2 separate regions of the Gasterosteus aculeatus genome follow, and region 1 is linked to region 2. A link is a contact called in public Hi-C data. All regions are on one chromosome and are shown on one strand. Each heading gives the region's core, a stretch centred on a gene start, on an enhancer-like site or on the middle of the called end of the contact. The rest is flanking DNA. Distances are from core to core; before and after follow the strand shown.

The links. Hi-C and Micro-C count contacts between places; a contact is called where the count stands out from the background.
Region 1: a Hi-C map of skeletal muscle shows a contact between it and region 2, with 2.7 times the contacts expected there. The contact joins two enhancer-like sites. A contact is called at or near these places in 2 of 6 Hi-C or Micro-C datasets (both in skeletal muscle).

The regions. Positions count from the first base shown.
Region 1 is chr13:7,238,509-7,241,833 of fGasAcu3.hap1.1, forward strand. No RefSeq gene overlaps it. Among protein-coding and RNA genes, the nearest start is that of LOC144386378, 85 kb to the right of the region's middle. Within about 2 kb of position 1,558, at least 1 of the 9 cell types and tissues checked has open chromatin away from gene starts, as enhancers often do.
Region 2 is chr13:7,123,829-7,127,294 of fGasAcu3.hap1.1, forward strand. The region is part of intron 1 of efna5b (ephrin-A5b); the gene reads left to right. Among protein-coding and RNA genes, the nearest start is that of efna5b, 16 kb to the left of the region's middle. Within about 2 kb of position 1,348, at least 1 of the 9 cell types and tissues checked has open chromatin away from gene starts, as enhancers often do.

The sequences.
Region 1 (3,325 bases), core at 308-2,807, 110 kb after region 2:
TAATTATTTGCCGCCTCTTCTAAACAAATAATAATATATAAGGAGATGATATAAGGAGGCCTTTTCGTTCTGTCTAGTCATGGTATGCCCTTATTAGTCACTTCATATATAGTGCACAGTTCTTAAGTTATTTCAATGAATTATCTGTGTCTTCTGGGACCAATGTAAAATACATCCCTTCCCTTCTTGATTCTTGATTTACCCTTGATCCAGTAACAACCATTAAAGCACATAGTATGACTTATTTTTGGGTACATTACCTTGTTACTTGGTATTAAAAAAACATTTTCTTATTATACCTTGCTGTTTGTCAAATCGCAACCACAGAAAATGTTACTAAGAATACATTTTGTTCAGTATCGTGAGAATCTTAGAATCTTAGAAGGAAGTAAAACTTCCAAAAGCGATATGGTTTGTTTGAAAAGGGGAGGCACGTCCTGCCACCCAACAGAGTCAAGGCTCAAGCAAACAGCTAAAGCTCTCTCACCCTGGACCAGATCTCTGGCCTTACATCTTAAATTGTGTCTGTGTGTGTGTGTGTGTGTGTGTGTGTGTGTGTGTGTGTGTGTGTGTGTGTGTGTGTGTGTGTGTGTGTGTTGGTAAAGGGAGGTGAGGAGTGTCTGTATGAAGTTACTATTCAAACATACTGTACACATGCATAGAATGTCCCCCATAAACACATGTGTGAGAAATGACGGTGTCTGCTGAAAGTCTCGCAATAAACAAACATTGGCGTCTTCTTTATGTCTTTCAAAGTGAGATACCCACGGGCCTAAAACTAAATACTTGTTATTGTTCTAATAACACTTCCCTCGCTGCAGCCAAGAGGCAATTTTCTTTTAACTCTTTATCTCCGAATTTGTCACTTGGCACTGAATAAAAACACAATTCGTAACTAGAAATAAATTACAATAGAAAAGACACGAGTGTTGCTCAATGTCATGATTACGTTTTCACTGATACAAGGTATTTGTATCAGATTTAACTTAAAAGTTTCATTTTAAACAACACTATACGGTCCTGATTCCAATATGTATTTCTAGCGCATATAATCTATGTTCAAAGAATAGTTTGTGAGTGGTTCAGTATTTATTAATATGTATATGTACATATATTTTCCACTTAATGCTTGATTTATATTCATAGTCCATGGATGTCTTCGCTTCAAAGGGTTGTAAGATGTTTGGCCAATGTGTCTGCTGATGAACCTAAACAAAAGCACTAGCAGAAAGAACATTCTATGGCTTAAAGAGTTTATACAGTCATAAATATTTAAGGGGGAATATCTGTGGAAATCAATATCAATATACGGCATTTCAATGCTCACAAATATTTCAGGTAGTTGATGTGTTATAAAAAGACAACAACGTTTTCCGATGAAGAGAGAGGAGTGCATCCTGCCGGAATCCATAACATTGTTTTTAAATAATGTCATTCTCCTTTAGTTTAAATCAAATGGACAGGGATTTTAAACAGCTTGAGCTAAGCTGTATAGAGAGCTGTAAATTACCCGCCTGCCAGAAATCATGTCCTCGGTAAATGTGAGAACTGCCTTTATTGTTCTTCCTATAATGACTCAAACTCTGTTCACTTTGTCAATTATGTATGTATGTATATGTATGTATGTGTATATTAGACCATGCACATGTGAAACATACAATCCCACCCAAGAATGCATGCACACACACACACACTGACACGCTCTCCCACTCAGTCTTCCACTGCAAAGGTCAAAGGTCTATATCAGCTTGTCATTCCCTCCAATGCAGGGTGGTGTTTGTGTGTGTGTGTGTGTGTCAGGGGGGGATATAATACCCCAGGTGCTCTCCAGAAGGGAAGATCAAAATCGGCTGCTTGCTTGCTCTCCATTGGGGCTCTGAATCTGCCAAACAGGAGAGAGGTTGACCCCGACAACCTGCGTCCCGCTCCGTGTTTAATGGTGGAGACAAAGAGCCACATGTGGCAGAGGAGGCTTGCTGGAATTCGTCTTATTTAAATTTGCACATCATAAGCCTACGTAAACACGTGGCCGGCTGAAGCTCGATATGTTCATTTAGCGTCTAATCATAAGCAGCTAGAAGTAAGTAAGTAAATGTACTTCATTTTTTCACATCAATCACTGTAAATACAAAAAACAGAACCCCCCCCCGCCCCCCTTTAGAGCCACCCTATGTGTACTGCAGTGATTCTGAATTCATATTGCAATATATGGCCTAGTATACGGCCTGGAAATTACGCTGACACCCCCGGGCAGATTTGTTGTGAACAATTTTGTGATGAACACGGGACGAGCTGCTGGAGGCAACAGTTTTTTTGTGGGCAGCTGAACAATGACAAAGGCCTTTTTGCCCCGTTGGTAGGAGATAAAATCATGTTGTTTTCACAGTTCCAGATACGTATGTGGCAAGGCAGGTAAAAGGGCGGCCCAGTATCAGGACCCGGTTAAGCTAAAAGCTCACCTGTGCCTTTCGTCCGGTTGATTAACACACCTGAGGCCAGCTGATTGGGTAAGCCCTGCTTCATTCTACCTGCCGAAAACAGGATCCTAACACTCAATGTCTTTTAGTCCATCACATTAAACTAATACATTGGTGATCAGTCTTGCTTGCCGAGAGGCAATTACCTCGATCACCTGCTCCAACTGGGGGAAGAGTCCGTGAGCAATATGAAATGTTTGAAAGACTCTTAACTTTTTCACTTACCTATTATATGGTAAGCTTTTTAATAAGTCAACTGCATGGGCCTTTTTATGCTTGGTTTTCTTGTGGGGCTTTCTGCTGTGTTGAACTGAGTGACCCATCGTACATGCGTTTCTTGTATCGTGGTGGTTTTGAGTCTTAATTGCTGTGATTTGATTTGTTTGCTGTGATTTGAAGTGTTGCTCTGTTATATTTTGTGACCATTTGCTTTCCCGATTAGTCTCACATGGTCTATTTTCTTTGTTTGTTGTTTAAATACTGTTCACTTAATACATCAGTCTTTTTATTGGGACTCATTTGAAGTTAATTTATTAAACAGTTCTCTCTGGCTCCAGTTTACTCTGGCTCATGTGCTTAGAATATTACCAGGTCGCACATAAATAAACGTCCCTGTTGGCAACACATTTCCGTGGTCACATTGGAATACTGCTCCCAGTCCTATAGGTCAAATAGACAATTGAAACCGTATTAGACGGCGTGACCGGTAGGCCGCTGTGCGCGCGAGTTGGGAGTGTGTGTGTGTGTGTGTCTCCGGGCAGCGCCGGCTTTGATTAGAGCCTGTAGGGTAAAATAAGAGGCAGCTGAAGGCAGCGCTGTGGCTGCTTGGAGGCTGCCGACAAATGCAA
Region 2 (3,466 bases), core at 98-2,597:
CTGAATTATTCACACTCATAATCGGCCTTTATGTCCCGCTGCAGAGCCTGGCCCCACTGTTATTCTAGTGCATAATTGATAGTGCTCAGGAGTGGAAAAGTTAGAATAGCAGAAGTAATGCAAAGCGAACGTGTAGTCAGGCAGCACGAGGAGGGAGGAGAGGGATTGGTGGGGTGGCGGGGGGGGTTTAGAGGGATGGAGGTGGGCCGCAAATACGAGTTTCTACACCGAGCTTGTGTTAGCCTTTACGGGGGCTTAGGTCCAGCTAGCGTGAGGATCGCGTGTGTAGACCAGCCAGACGTGTCTAGGGGAGAGGCGGATAAGAGGGGGATGAAAGGAGGCGGGAGGGAGAGGAGATGGGGATCCAGCGTAACACGGTCTGACACTGAGCCGGCCCAGAATGTGGTCTGTTTCTCCCCCAAAGTTACTCCGAGGCTCCACTGTGGGCAAATATGCTTTTGATAATTGATGTCAATCAGATTTTGAAAGGGAAAAATGTCTTTCAAACGACGGGATGGATGAGAGGAGAACTCGCGACTGGTATCGGCACGGTATATTCATACTCGCGGGTTTGGTTTTCCCTTGGACCTGATCCAGTTGTCTCCTGTGCCTCCTCAGGCAGGTAAGAGAGGCAAGGACATCGCATTACAACCACGCGATGATCGATAATCAGCAGCCTCTGGAGGAGGCCTGCGATTGGCTCCATTTCAATAATAGAGAGTGGCCTTCTATTGGGAAATTGTGTGAAACAAACGTTAGAATATTCCTCAATACACTCTTGGAAATAAAAAAAGGAAGTTGTCTCGTGGCTCATTTCTGTATTGTTTTTTTTTAAAGTTTCTATAAGGTTTGATACTTCCCTTGAATGTCTCAGGCTACGTCCACACAAAAAAGATCTGCGTCCACATCACGCCTGCTAAGAAGCAGCCCAGTAGCGGGTGCGGGCCGCGTCCGTTTCCTAACTCATCCGCTTCCTACCGTCCACGTGAAGACGGAATGTCGGCGTTTTCATACCGATCCGTCCTCGGGAGCATTTCCAAACGTATCCGTTTTTCGTCGGACGCCCAATGTAAACGAGGTCGAACACATGCGTTTTTGGAGAGGGAAACGTCGAAGTGTGGATGTAGCCTCAGGTGAAGGTGTTAACACAAGCCCAGGTGTTGTCTATTTAACACCTCTCTGACCCTTAACAAAGCCGTACTAACTGCTGCCTAGCGCTGCCTTTTGTGCTCCGTAACAAAGCCCTTTAGCTTCTAATAACACCACAGCACCGGCAGTGTCAAGAGAAACCTGAGATAAGGTCCACATCAGAGAGTTAGTGGGAAACTGTTTAATCCGCCACCAAACCAACACACAACAGACGGGGATCATGTTTGGCAGAGTGGCCTGCTTTGATGGCGGGATCGGATGGTGCGAGTAGGTGGAACGGGAATGACGGAAAATAGAAAGGCGGCTGAATGCTGGTAGTCTTTTGACGGAGCTGTGAAAGAGAACATCTGGAGAATAGGACAGGGAGTTGTACGCAGTGTGTGTGTGTGTGTGTGTGTGTGTGTGTGTGTGTGTGTGTGTGTGTGTGTGTGTGTGCTAAATGCTCCCTCAGATACAAGTACTACTCACTGTTTTTGATTCTAGTGATTCTACCTCCTCTAATCAGTAAATTATTTTCCCCAATATAATGACCAAATAAACTAATTAATATATGCATTTTGTTTTTTGTTTTTTTTGGAAGGACTTATTTATTATTATTATTATTATTGAAATGAAGGCTCCACATCCATTCCATGTATCTATATATTTATATATATATATATATACATTTTTTTTTTCCTAAAGTCTCTTTTGCCATATTTTAGAAAGGATCTTTCACCGGAGTCCAATGTGGCCATAAAACCGCCGAGTGGAAACATTAGCAGCGATATGTCTCAGAAACTCATAAAACCAATTTACGAGTGCACTTAAGGCCCATACACCTACTGGAGCCATTCTATAAAGATGCAGACAGAGATTGCACCAAACTCTCCGCAATTACCCGCATTTAAAGGTAATAAATGTGGATCAATAAGTGATAGAGGGCCTGTTAATCGCAGACTTACCGAGTTCTTTCCGATTGAGACTCTCCTTTTCAAACTAAAAATGCAGCATTTACAAGCTTACCATTGATTTGTTTTATTGTTTTCTTCCTACAGGCTACTTGCTGCATTGAGCTGCTTTTGCAGTCGTCTTCTGCCATGAATGTCTTTTATCTCTTGCGGTGCTTAAATTCTTAAGAGACTCGCCTTTATCTTATTAAAAAGTTAAATTGGAAGGGCCAGAATGCTTTTGATTGCGGTTATTTGTTTTCTATGCAACTAATTCCTTCTTTAGAAATCCCAACTGAGAAACACATTTTAATTAAAGGAAAAGTACAATAATGAACCCGATCTATAGTAAACCACGTTGCTGCTCTGACGCGTGGAAACAATGGTGGCTCCCCCTGTGGGAAATACATTCCCGGTCACACATCACGTGGGAATTGTGCCGTTAACGTCGTTGGTCCACAGCGCCGCTCAGTTTGCCCGAGGTGCGACGCTATTTGTACGGATTAGACCCCTTTTTGTCTCACTGCGACGTTAATAGAGAGCCCCCTCCTCCCCCTCTCCCCCGCCTCCCCCCCTCCCACAGTGGACTGGGAGCATCTCAGATCTGCGAGCAAACTACGACTTCACTTTTAATTTCAGTTGACAATTTTTGATGCGCCAGCCGCTGAGGCCTGGTCCGATTAATCATTCCTGGGTGACCTTTTACGCGCTCTGTCTGGAACGAGCGCCCCTCCCCATCGCCATGAATGTAATGTCATTAATGCCATACAATGGCTTATTACACCATCGCAAATTAGATTGTGCAGCAGTTAGATGTGTCATCATCCCATTCCACCATTAATTGCTCCGCTAATGGTTCGCCTTTGCATATTTACATATTAGCTGTGCAATTATTCAACATGGCTTTATGTCAATACGTAGTGCAGGAATGCAACAGAAATGTACTTCTCCGATTGCAACACAGGGACGAACAATTTTCGAGACCTAATTAGTGTATTATCAAGGAAAAAAAAAAGTCTCATCAGGAAATGCCACCGCTAATCTGCCGGTTGGCATTTAGTTTAAATACCCACACGGCTGATCGGAGGATGATCCACCGTCTTTTTGATACATTTGTGTGAACATGTGCTATTTGTGTGGAGCTTTTCACAGCCAATTAATGAAATGTCACAGTGCAGCTCAGATTAGCCATATGTTTATTTGCTCACGGAGCACAGCGTGATAGATGATAATTGATTTTGATTTGTGATTTATGTGGTATTATTTGCTTGTCATGGCTTATCGTATGGATTTACCAATAAACTTTTTGTTATCAGAAAGGGAGTTTAATCTCTTTTTCTTGTCTTCCCCTTGAATTTCCCTCGAACAAACTGTACTTATCTGCATAT